3 separate regions of the Mus musculus genome follow, and all the other regions are linked to region 2. A link is a contact called in public HiChIP or PLAC-seq data. All regions are on one chromosome and are shown on one strand. Each heading gives the region's core, a stretch centred on a gene start, on an enhancer-like site or on the middle of the called end of the contact. The rest is flanking DNA. Distances are from core to core; before and after follow the strand shown.

The links. HiChIP or PLAC-seq counts read pairs in DNA pulled down with a chosen protein or histone mark.
Region 1: an H3K27ac HiChIP or PLAC-seq map of CD8 T cells shows a contact between it and region 2, with 13 times the contacts expected there. The contact joins the enhancer-like site here to the promoter of Lef1 in region 2. A contact is called at or near these places in 3 of 39 promoter capture datasets (the HPC-7 cell line, cranial neural crest and second pharyngeal arch cranial neural crest), 1 of 15 datasets of contacts at CTCF or cohesin (CD8 T cells), 9 of 484 Hi-C or Micro-C datasets (CD4 T cells, CD4 single positive thymocytes, CD8 T cells and 4 more), 13 of 115 datasets of contacts at active chromatin or transcription factors (the 230-238 cell line, CD8 T cells, the SCID.adh cell line and 6 more) and 3 of 9 other capture datasets (adipose tissue, liver and pancreatic islet).
Region 3: an H3K4me3 HiChIP or PLAC-seq map of the SCID.adh cell line shows a contact between it and region 2, with 33 read pairs. The contact joins the enhancer-like site here to the promoter of Lef1 in region 2. A contact is called at or near these places in 4 of 39 promoter capture datasets (the 3T3-L1 cell line, 3T3-L1-derived adipocytes, the C10 cell line and 1 more), 1 of 15 datasets of contacts at CTCF or cohesin (large pre-B cells), 18 of 484 Hi-C or Micro-C datasets (the C10 cell line, CD4 T cells, CD8 T cells and 10 more), 7 of 115 datasets of contacts at active chromatin or transcription factors (the 230-238 cell line, CD8 T cells, the SCID.adh cell line and 3 more) and 3 of 9 other capture datasets (adipose tissue, liver and pancreatic islet).

The regions. Positions count from the first base shown.
Region 1 is chr3:131,169,746-131,173,665 of GRCm38.p6, reverse strand. All of the region lies in intron 3 of Lef1 (lymphoid enhancer binding factor 1), which reads right to left. Among named protein-coding and RNA genes, the nearest start is that of Lef1, 61 kb to the right of the region's middle. Within about 2 kb of position 1,390, at least 11 of the 459 cell types and tissues checked have an H3K27ac peak or open chromatin away from gene starts, as enhancers often do. A contact at or near this core is called in CD8 T cells and Th2 cells, where this site is marked.
Region 2 is chr3:131,108,929-131,112,523 of GRCm38.p6, reverse strand. Lef1 (lymphoid enhancer binding factor 1) reads right to left here and starts at 2,227. Exons shown (of 12, transcript NM_010703.4): 1 at 846-2,227. The coding sequence starts at 1,052.
Region 3 is chr3:131,052,752-131,056,456 of GRCm38.p6, reverse strand. No RefSeq gene overlaps it. Among named protein-coding and RNA genes, the nearest start is that of Gm36603, 53 kb to the left of the region's middle. Within about 2 kb of position 1,991, at least 34 of the 459 cell types and tissues checked have an H3K27ac peak or open chromatin away from gene starts, as enhancers often do. A contact at or near this core is called in the 230-238 cell line, the SCID.adh cell line, double positive thymocytes and 3 more, where this site is marked.

The DNA of each region.
Region 1 (3,920 bases), core at 141-2,640, 62 kb before region 2:
GGCCTTCTTGCTAAGCAATAAAGAAGCGGGGAGGGTCTCACGGCCCCTCCCAGGCAGTGAGTGTGTTATTATAATCATGAAAGTTAGAGCAAATTAACCTTTACCCTTCAGGTTCTCAAAGGATTTCTGTGAGCTAGGGTCTCGGTGTGTGTGTGTGTGTGTGTGTGTGTGTGTGTGTGTGTGTGTGCGCGCGCGCGCATGCGCGGGCATCCAAGGAGCATCCAAATTAAAAAAGGAGAGAAGTAGGTGCACAGACAAAGACTGGAAGCCCCTCCTTGATTGGGCTACAGACAGGAAAGCATGTGTGAACAGAGCCCATGACACACACTCTGGAGGACACAGGCTATGGGCGAAACCCATGAGGGATCAGAGCTCATACGCTAAGGTGCTCTTTCGAGTGTCTTCCCACTACACTAGCAACTCTGGGAGTGCATTGTTTGTTTGTTTGTTTTCTTAATGAACTTAACCACTGGGTCTGTAAACAAAGAGACTGGGGTGAAGACTAAGAACCAGGAGCGGGGCAGTCATGAGAACAACACTCAATGGTGTGGTGTGGGTTGTGACATCCCATCATCCAGGCTGACCTCACAGCCTCTGGCCCACCCCTAATCCTCTGAGTGCACCACTAAATTCCATCAAGAGTCAATCAAGATAAACAGCCAGAGATGAACCAAAACAGACCTGAGGTTTACCGTGCTAGTGGTAAAGCACTCTAGGAAAGGGGACACAGTGGCGTGTTCTGAGGCCAGGTGAAGGGACTAGGCATCCCTTCACTTGAAAGGCTGACCAACATCTTAGGGGACAAGATCACCAGGATCACCAGGAAGAGAGCTGGGGACTTATGGATGCCTGTAGGTAGAGGACCTGTCTATGGTGAAAGTCGGGGTCACACAGCAAGATATCAACGGGTCGCAACACGTTCTGCATCTTGGATACCGAAAACCTCATTTAATCACAGATCTGTGGGTTGGATTTGGGGGATGGGTGGCTACAGTTTGCTTATCCGTGGACAGGGAACAGAATGGCCCACAGTCCCTTGACTACAGAACACTCTATATTCAGAGAGAGAAGTGCTTAGCTCTTTACTGCATAGTAAGTCATCAAGTAGCGACATACTCAACTTTGGTCAGTTTGGTGACAGCAGTATTTGTAGCCAACTTGAGTCACCTAGAATAGACACTCAACTGAGGAACTGAGAAGGCCCAGGCCACTGTGGCTAGTACCACCCCAGCCAGCAGTCCCAGGACTGCTGTATAAGAAAGCAAGCTGAGCAAGCAAAAGCCTCCCTTGTCCCCACCTTGAGTTTCTTGGCTTTCCACCGTGATGGACTGTAACGAATAAGACAAACCAGCCCTTTCCTCTCCAAGCTGATTTGGTTATGATGTATTATCACAGCAACAGAAAGGGGGAAATGACGAGATAAACAAGCCAGGGACGGCTTAGGGGAGAAATACGGAGGCAGAGCTCCCCCTGGTCCATGCGGGGTTCTCTGGCTGGATTTTCCTTTGCAATCCAGGGATCTCCCCTCATAATGATACTGGGTAACGGGGAAGGGCAGGATGCCAGCCCTAAAGGGCCCTGCTCTGGGGTAGAGGGCGAACGATCGCAGTCAACTGCAGCAAGTTCTTCCCTAAACCCATCAGCCCTGCGATGATCCAGCCGGGATTCATATAGAAAGTTAAAAACAACAACAACAACAACAACAACAACAACAACAACAAAACACCTCTACCATCAAAGACAGCAGACTCACAGAGTCTGAAATCCTCTTCCTTGCTTCTGACTTTCAGAGGGTGGAAGACCTCTCTCTGTGTGGCATTCAGGATATCCACAGCGAAAGGAAGAATGTTCGGAGCCTGAGAGAGGACTATAGATCCCCTGAGGTGGGGCAGCCAGCTGGAGCTTACCCGGGGTCAAGGTCAGAGAAATCCCACAGCTACACAGATGGGGAGTGCAGACTGGTGTTTATATGCTTGGACTGCAGATGCATGGTGCAAAATTCCACGGGGGGGGGGGGGGGGGGGGCAGCAGACTTACACCTAATTATGTCACAGTGAGAAGGGCCCTCCCCACTGGCCACAACTATAAAAAGACCTCGCTTTACTCTAATTGTTTTTTATCTTCCCGTCAGGTGTGAGTTGTTGACGTGAGGGATGCTTATGTAAGAATGTGTCTTGGAGCCTCCGTGACTGTGCTAAGAGTGATTGGGTCTCAAGCCATCTCTTACTTATAGCTAGGTGCTTGCAAGTGGAAAGACTCAAGCTTGAGTCTGTGGGGTCCTTATCTTTTGTGGAGAAGTCGATGAAGAGCCTTTTGCAAACAAAAGGAGGAAAGTCTCACAGATTACTTCCACTAGACGGTCTAGCGGAAAAAGTGTACCTGGAGCTAATGCAGGCTGACGGAAGACATTTCCTGTGGGCACTCAGACATGCTGCTGATCTCGGAAGACTAGCACTGAGACTCTCTCATACAGGCCGGCACTAGCCAGTTAGCACTGAGACTCTCTCTCATACAGGCCGGCACTAGCCAGTTAGCACTGAGACTCTCTCTCATGCAGGCCGGCACTAGCCAGTTAGCCACTGGCTGGGGTTCTGCAGGTGGTACGAGCTGAGAGGTGTTGTTTGTGTAAAATATGCACTAGTTTGAAACACCGTTGAGGTTGCACTATGTTTTTTCTTTAAAAACATTTTTTGAGGCAGTAGTGGCTATGCTGAGGATTAAACCTAGGGACCAGCCCATGCCAGGCTGGTTGTCCCACTGAGCCACACGGTCAGCATTTTTTTTTTCTTTTTTAAAATATAGTGTATTAACTAAAATCATGTCAGTTTTTACTTGTCTGATGTTACACATTTGGCGTGGCTATGGAACAATTAAAAATTACAAATACACCGTGTATTTGTTTTCCCTGCTTTTTCTTTCCATGCGGAGGCTCTCCTCATGTTCTGAGTATATGTGAGTGAGTATATGTGAGTACACGTGAGTACATGTGAGTATATATGAGTATATGTGAGGAGACTGCTCCCTTTGCCTCATGAGCTCCAACTTGAGTCCTAAAAAGTAATTATGTAGGGGCCAGAGAGATGGCTCGGTGGCTAACAGCACCCATGTGGCAGCTCACAACCATATGCTAACTTCAGTTCCAGAGTATCTACACCCTCTCCTGGCCCCTGTGGGCACTGCACGCACATGGTACACAGACGTACACACAGGCAAGGTACTTCAACAAATGCATGAGTGAATGAATGAGAAAGAAAGGTAGACAGATAGATATGTTAGCATCAGAAGCTGTTTACAGCCAGCCTCTGAATCCGTCATCCCTAGAGAACAAGGACCACACACCCACCCTGTGTGTCTGCTGCCATGGCAACCACTGCACACTCCCTGCACATGTTTCATCTGCATCACCTGTGTGCGTCATCACCTGGGTCACCTACTTCACAGCCCAGATAAAAGACAGGGACCCAGACCACCACCCCTCTTTTTTTTCCTCTCTCTTCTTCCTCGTTTCTCTCCCCATCCCCTTTCAATAAAGGGCCTCTTTTATGAGAGCTGTGCTGATATGACCAGGACTGCACCATTTTCAACTAACAAGATGGATAGAAGGATAGATAGCATTTAAACATAGTTGCATAACTACTGTCTAGGTTTCTCTTTTATGGAAAAGGGAAATTATGGATAAAGAACTGGAAATCGGCAGGACATGGCATCACATGCCCCTGTGTGACCCAAACACTTGGAGGATGAGGAGGAGGTCTGAGAGTCTGAGGCCAAGCTGGCCTCCACAGAAAGACTCTCATCTCAAAATAAACACACAAACAGCAAACGAAAATTCTACCAAAGGATAAATGAATAATAAATAAAAAGGAGTGAGGGGCTGGAGGGAGAGGGAGGAGGGGAGGGGAGAGAAAGAGAAAGCATGA
Region 2 (3,595 bases), core at 978-3,477:
GCGGCCGGGCTCCCCGCTCCCTCGCGCCGGCACCCACGTGTCTCTATTTACTCTACTCGGGTTACCAGCGCCGTCGCCTTCAGCTGGCCCGGAGATCTGATAAAGCGCGTCCCTCCTCCCTAGCCGCCGCCCGGCTTCCGCCGAGGGCTCGCCTTTCTTCTGCAGAGATCCAGGGCCTGATCCCAACCCAGCCTAACCCCAAATAAACGCTTTTCTTTCCACTTTAAACGCCGGGGTTGCGGGCGGAAGGACTGCGGTATCGGTGCCGTTGGCTGGCTCGGATCGGCTCGCCCACGGCTCCCGGCAGCAGCCTCTCCTGCTGTGGGGACCCGGCCCCGCAACGCCCCCGCAGTTAGGGCGCGCGCCCCGGCTCCACGGCGGTTGGGACGGCCCCTTCTGCGAGGCCCACGCCCGCCTCTCCTTCCTCCCGCCTGGGGCTTCGCTCCTTGGAGCCCTCGGTGGTTTAACGCACTTCTGTGCACTGTACCGAGAGAGCTAGCGGATGCACTTTGTTTTCCACCCCATGATAGACTTCACAGTTGTGTTTAGACATCCCTGTTTTAATGCACCGCGTCCCTCAGAGCCACCGAAACGTCGGAGGACGAAACCGGTCCGGTATAGGCCAGCGTTTCCTGCCCATTTGCCACCGTTTAGCCATAGAAACACTTGGGATAAATTTCCCTGCCCGCTGCTCACACACGTGCGCACCATGGACTAGGGGCCGTTATTCCCCACCCAGCCCGCGAGGGACCAGGGCTCAATGGCCACCGTGGTCGCGCACCCTGCTTGCTTCCCCTCCGCTTCCCCGGGACCCGCCACGCCTCTCCGGACAGCTGCCCACTCACCTCATGCCCGTTGCTGGCTGGGATGATTTCGGACTCGTTAACCAAAGATGACTTGATGTCGGCTAAGTCGCCCTCCTCTTCGGGATGACTGATCTCGGCGAAGATCTTCTCCTTCTGGGGATCGCCTTCGTCCTTGAAGGGGATCATCTCATCGGTGGCGCAGAGTTCCGGGTCCCCCCCGCCGCCTCCTCCGGAAAGTTGGGGCATCCCGGCGGCTGTGTAATCTCCGCTCCGCTGCGGGAGCACTCCGAGACAGCAAGAAGGGAGGGTCGATGTGAGGTGGGGGAGTTGGAAGACTGAGTGCGGGAGGACTGTGAATGGAAGCCGGGTGGGCAAGCGAGGGGCCCACGGCTGGAGCAGCTGCAGGAGCCTCTGCGATTGCCGCGCTTTCCCACTTAGAAGGACGCCGGCGCCCGGCCCTGGGGCGAAGGGCACCAGACTGCGAGGGCGGCAGCCGCCGGCGCCTCTGAGAGCGTCTACGCCGCTCCGCGTGCACTAGGCTAGGCTGCCAGGGCTGGGTGGCCACCCCACGCCGCACTCGTTGCTGGGGTCTGTGCTTCGAGGACACCGGTTCCGGAGGGGACACGACTTGCCAAAGTGCAAACGAGGGTCCCGTGGTGCGTCACCGTGCAAAACCTCTCCACGGATTCCTCGGATGCTGATTTCGGTGATTTGGGGTTTTGTTTTGTTTTGTTTTTGAGAAGAGGAGAGCTGGGCCAAGAGGCTCCCTTTGCCCCAGCGGAGGTACGAGAAGAATCAGAAAATACCGAAAAGTCCACTTCCTTCAGAGTAAACAATAAAGAGCCACCGGGCTGCAGACGTCCGCGTTAGAGCTTCTTTCCTTCCCTTTCGCTTCGGTTTTCCTTCTGGAGGAGCATTTAATCTGCTGGAGGGGGAGGGGCGGAGGAGGAGGGGAGAAAAAGAGAAGTTTGCCAAGAATAAAGTTTGTGATGATGAGCGCTGGGAATCGGCGGTGGCTGGCACGGCGGAGTCTTGGGGAGTCACAGCAGGAGCTTCGGGCCCAAATGTTCCAGCCCGCAGCTCGGGCCGATACACACACTTACACACACACACACACACACACACACACACACACACTCGAGCCCGATCCCTCTTTGTTCCCGGCTCGAGTTTCTGCCTGGCTCGCCTCTCTCCCCGCCTCCCCTCGGTCAAAGCAAAGAGCTGCCGGTGGCCCCTCGGCTCCTCCGGGCAGACCGGCCGGGGAACACCCGGAGCGTAGCCGCTTGCAAGGCTCCGGGAATGTCCGAATGCCAGGGCCCACGAAAGCGCAGCCCGGTCCCTCCGGTGCGCGCTGCCCCGCAGGTGAGCGGTTGCGCCTTCCCACCGCTTCTCCTCGCCGCGCCTAGCCGGCGCTGCAAAGCTATTCACTTGCGTCGCTTCTCCTCCCCCGCCCCTCCCCCGCCTCCTGCTCTCCTTGGCTGCCTGCTGGAGGGGTGGGGAGGAGGGAGTCTGTTAGGAGGAGGAGGAGATCCAGGTTCTCTCCCCCCCCCCCCAGCCCTAGTTCATTTCCTAGCACCCAAAGGACGAGTCATACTTGGGGGGGGGGGGCGCCGTGGGGGTGCGTATGTGTTTGCGCCCGCCTGTTCATGCCTGGGGGGGGGGGGACGACACCATACAACCTGAAGATAGACTGGGTGCTGTGTGTAACCCAACCCCAAAGAACAGTGTGGCCCACGTGAAAATTGACGAGAAACTACGGGAATGGCTTAACTTCATCATCTGAGCATCTCTTCTTCTCTTGCCGACCCCACCCCACCCCGCCCCCGGCGCCTCACTTCTAGTCCTTTGCCAGTCTTTCTTCAACCTCCTTCCCGCCGCCCACTCTAGCCCCCTCACTCAGGCAAGGGGAGGAAGATGAAAGAGAAAGCCGCTGGCGCTGTGGTCGACACCACATTGATAGATGCTCTGACAGAGGGAATAAGGCGAGAATTAGGGACTAGGGGAAGGAAAAGGAGAAAATGTAACACATTGCTCACCTAACCAGAGAGAAGAGATTCAGCAAAGGCAAACAGAAGAGTTGTGACTCTACTAACCGTGAATCACACACACTTCGGAGACAAGGGCACACCACCCTAGCGAAAATAAAATCTCCAGGCTTACCAGGGGGGAAGGATCAGTAAGAAGGGTGTGGATGAAGACTGAGCCTTAAATATCGCTTCTACGCTATCACATTCATTGTGCCTTTATCACCGAATGAACGTGGGTTTTTGGAGATTCTCGACTCAGCGTGTAGAGACCTCGTAGAAAAAGGAAAATACATCCCAAAAGGAGGGAGAAGAACAACCTAGGAGAGGCAGGCAGCACTGGGCAGTTGCTGACATCCTGGAGACTCCGCTGAAAGGGACCTTTAAAGGATGGATGTAAATACGAATCAAACCTCAAAAATTCTCCGGTTCCCACTGTCTCCTTGGTGCATTTTGGACAGGACTTTTAAGGGCGACGCTTTGTGAAAGTCACTGTGTAAGTGGGGCTTAAGTTTGGAAACACATTGTCTTTTAGCTCTCAACCCCTCCCCTCAAGTCAAATATTCAGGCAAAATCATTAGACCAGTGAGGCAGCCATCTGTAGAACCTGGGAGCAGTAAACAGGAAGAATTGTATCTCCATCTTACTTAAATGGAAAATAAGACTCCAACGAATCGTGTGTTGGTTTCATTACATAAGAACGCTTAGGACAAGAGCTCTCTTTTAAAGGTGAAAGTGTGGGCTATTGGGCATTGTAGACTTTAA
Region 3 (3,705 bases), core at 742-3,241, 56 kb after region 2:
AAAGGTCATTAAGAAACGATAGATTTTAAGGAAAAAAGAATGGCGGCTCTGAATCCCCTTTACAACCAGATTAATATGCCGGGGTGGACACAGAGACCAGGCTGCCTATAGATTTCTTCCTTTTAAAACATTACTGAAGGAAGTACTGGAGCCAAATGAAAAATAAATCAGAATAAAAGATTCAAGAAGGAAACCAAAAAATACAGAACATAATGGTGACTATCACGCTTACCCTATCTGACGAACAGTTCTAAAGCCCAATGCAGATATTTAGAGCAGGAGCCACATGACAACACACAACAGTTTATACACCACAGATGTATTTAGGTCAGTGAGTCCAGAGAGGAAGGAGAGAAGTTAAAGCTTGGCTGAGGATATCATCTAGATGGCTGTGTGAAAGTATTATCCAGATTCTGAGTCGTTTTGGATGGAAATATAAAATCCAGTTATATTTGTTAAAGTAAAAACTGACAAAAACTGATAACGGGCTGGGGGTGGTGGTGGAATGAGTCGTTGGGTAAAGGCACTGCCATGTCTGATGGCTTGAGTTTAACTCTTGGGACCTAAATGGCAGGAAAGAATTGATATCTGCAAATCGTCCTCCGATATTCAAAAGCACACACGTGCACATGTGTGAACACACACGCATATGTGCGCACACACACACACACACACACAAATGTTAAAATAAATGTAAAATACAGACACAAGCTAAAAGCTAAGAAAGCAATGTGCAAATTGAAAAGACAAGGCAGGAGGCCTAAGGACAACCAAGCCAGTAGTAGCAAGAACATCACTGGCCAGAAGAGAGACCAATTGTTGACTTTTCCTTCAAACAACCCATCAGTACATCAGTGACAGGCTGTGACACGGACATGTGAGCCGAAATAAACTCTTTCCTTCCCTAGCCAATTTTGGCCAGTATTTCACCATAAGAGCTGTGTATTTCCTGGCTGGAGATGTTCTGGATCATCCTAGATGTTTTGGGTGGGAGCACACCTGCAGGTCTGGCTGGCTTCCCCGTTCTTAGCTACTCTTGGTGTCTGAAGCTGAGCGTCTAGCCCAGTGGTTCTATCTCAATGATAGATGTCTTCAATCTGTGGTCCAGTGGAGGCTCATCACTGGCTCTCCAGCATCCCTGTAATCTTTCTACATCCCACGTTCTTTCCTTTCATGCTTCATTCTCTCCCCCAACTTGGCCATTCTTGTTTCTTCAGCTTTTGGCCCAAGTGTGGTCCCTTACAGGAGACCACCACCTTGGTTAACCTTTGCTGGCCTCACTAATCCCAAGCTGAGACTTGAATCCTAGGGCTGGATTCTGGTTTGTTTGCAGATCTGACTTCTCCTTCAGAGTGCTTCTAGTTAGCAGGTGGTTTTACACCACACACAGGCCTGTCCTATAGTTAGGCATGCCATGAATATTTGTAGATAATTTTGTAGTGGTCTAGTGACCGGGAAATTTCTTTTAAAATTTAATTAAATTAATTAATTAATTTTTAAGCAAAAGTGAAGTGGGACAGAAGAGGCTCAAAGACGGAGCTGATTGGAGGACTCAGGGCAGGCGTGGATGTCTGTCTTCCTCCCTGGCACCTGTTATTTCAGTGAAAGAGAAGATTAAGCCACCTGCTGAGAGAACCAGGGAGTCACTGAGCTGGCAGGACCCTTGAGGAAAGTGGTTAAGGGTTTGAAACAGCTGGTATGGAGAACGGAAATGGGATAGATGAGAAACACTTGCGGGCCCAGCTGAGGACGGAGCTCATACATTTATAATGGGGCCCAGCAGCATGAATATGCAATTTTCTCCAGAAAGGCTTAGCTGTCCTGAGCTAGAAATAAGAAAAATAATGCTAATTATTGTTTATTCTTGCCGACTGTATGCCAGGTCCCTGCTATATGCTTAAGTTGCTTGATCGCTATCCTCAGGAGCCTGGGGTGCAGGTGTGTCCTTATTGTTATCACGTGGATGGATTCCAAGGTCACCACAACCCCGCACAGCTGCCAAGTGGCAGAAACAGACACAAGCCACAGACTGTCTCCAGAGGCCAGGACGCAGAGCTTTGCCATTCCTATGTCTCATCTGCTGGTCCTGTTGTGTTGACTCAAGCTAACTGGGGGTGGTCACGGGGAAGGCGATGAAGGGGCAGAGAGGCATGTTGTTAGAGTGATTAGCTGTGTGCTGAACACGGGCATGTTTGGAGACATCCAGATGACAAGGGACTAAAGACATCTGTGATATTAGGGAGCAGGCTGGCGAGGGGCAAGGGAGCAAGAGACAGAGAGAGAAATATGTGGTTTATGAACGAGTAGTGGCAGGTTCCACTAATGCTAATGGATGCTGGTGGGAATGGATCGGAACAAAGCGGAAAAAGGAAGGGGTTGAACCCTTGGGTCCTTCTGTATTGCATTTCTGACGTTTACAACTGGCATAATTGGTGACCCATTTTTCACTGATAAATAAAAGGGTAACCAGAAGGAACAGTAAAATCTCAGGAGACTGCACGCACATGTGTTCACGCTTAGGTGTGCAGGCCCTTGAAGGCCAGAGGTGCCACGGCCTGGAGGTCTTCCACAGTAGCTCTTTATCCATTGAGACAAGATCTCCCACTGGATCTGGTGATCAACAGCTGACTAGACTAGCTGGGCCCTGAGCTCTGGCTATCCACTCATCTCCGCCCTCTTCCTCCACAAGCACTTGGGTTACAGCCATGCACAGCTACAACAAGCTTCGGGAAGTAGTTTCTGGCGATCTGATCTTCAGTCCCACTGCATACATAGCAGGCCTTTTACTGCTCGAACCACCTTTCCAGCACCCCCACTTTTTAGAAATTTGAGACATGGGTTCATTATGTTGTTCAACCTATCCCCAAACTCCTGGACTCGAGTAATCCTGCTATCGAGGTCCCTAGAGTAGCTGGGGTTACAGGTGGGCATCACTGCACCTAGCTGGGACATTTTAGTTGTGGGACTTGTGAGTGTGATGGTTAGTGTTGATTGTTAACCTAAGGAGTAGCTGGAATTACCTAGGAGACAAGCCTCCAGCACACCTGTGAGAGAGAGAGAGATTAGCCTCTGGACACACTTGTGAGTGGTAATCTAGATTAAGCTAATTGATGGGGGCTGGGGAACCCACCCTATAAGTGGGAAGGCACCATTCCCTAGGCAGGGGTTCTGGACTACATAAAAAGGAGAAAAGATTCTATGTGCCAGAAACCATCTCTCTTCTTCTTGACTGCAGATGCAATGTGCCCAGGGACTTCGAGGTTCCGCCATCTTGATTTCCCCACCATGATGAATTACTCAGCCTGAGCAGACAAACGACCCTCAGTCTGAGCTAGCAGAACCCTTCCTTGTGTTACTTTTATCAGGAAATCTTATCACAGCAGCAGGAAAAGTAAGACAGTGAGCAAATATTTCTATTTTATAATGTCACCCAACCCATAATTTAATTAAGTGTAGGGGACTAGAAGGTTGTCATCTAAGAAAACAAATGTGCTCCTTTGAAGTTAAGAATAACTTCTTCGAGGCAGAGTTATACTCAAATATCTGAGAGACGTTTTGGTTTCAAGAGAAAGTAAAATTCGGCGAAAGTTAAGTTACTGTTATTATGGCCAATACAAACACTCAGTACATTCAGGAATGGTGGTCTTCTGTGTGGTCTGTCATATACGATGGGAATTCTATGAATGCTCTGTGTTCTGTTCGGGC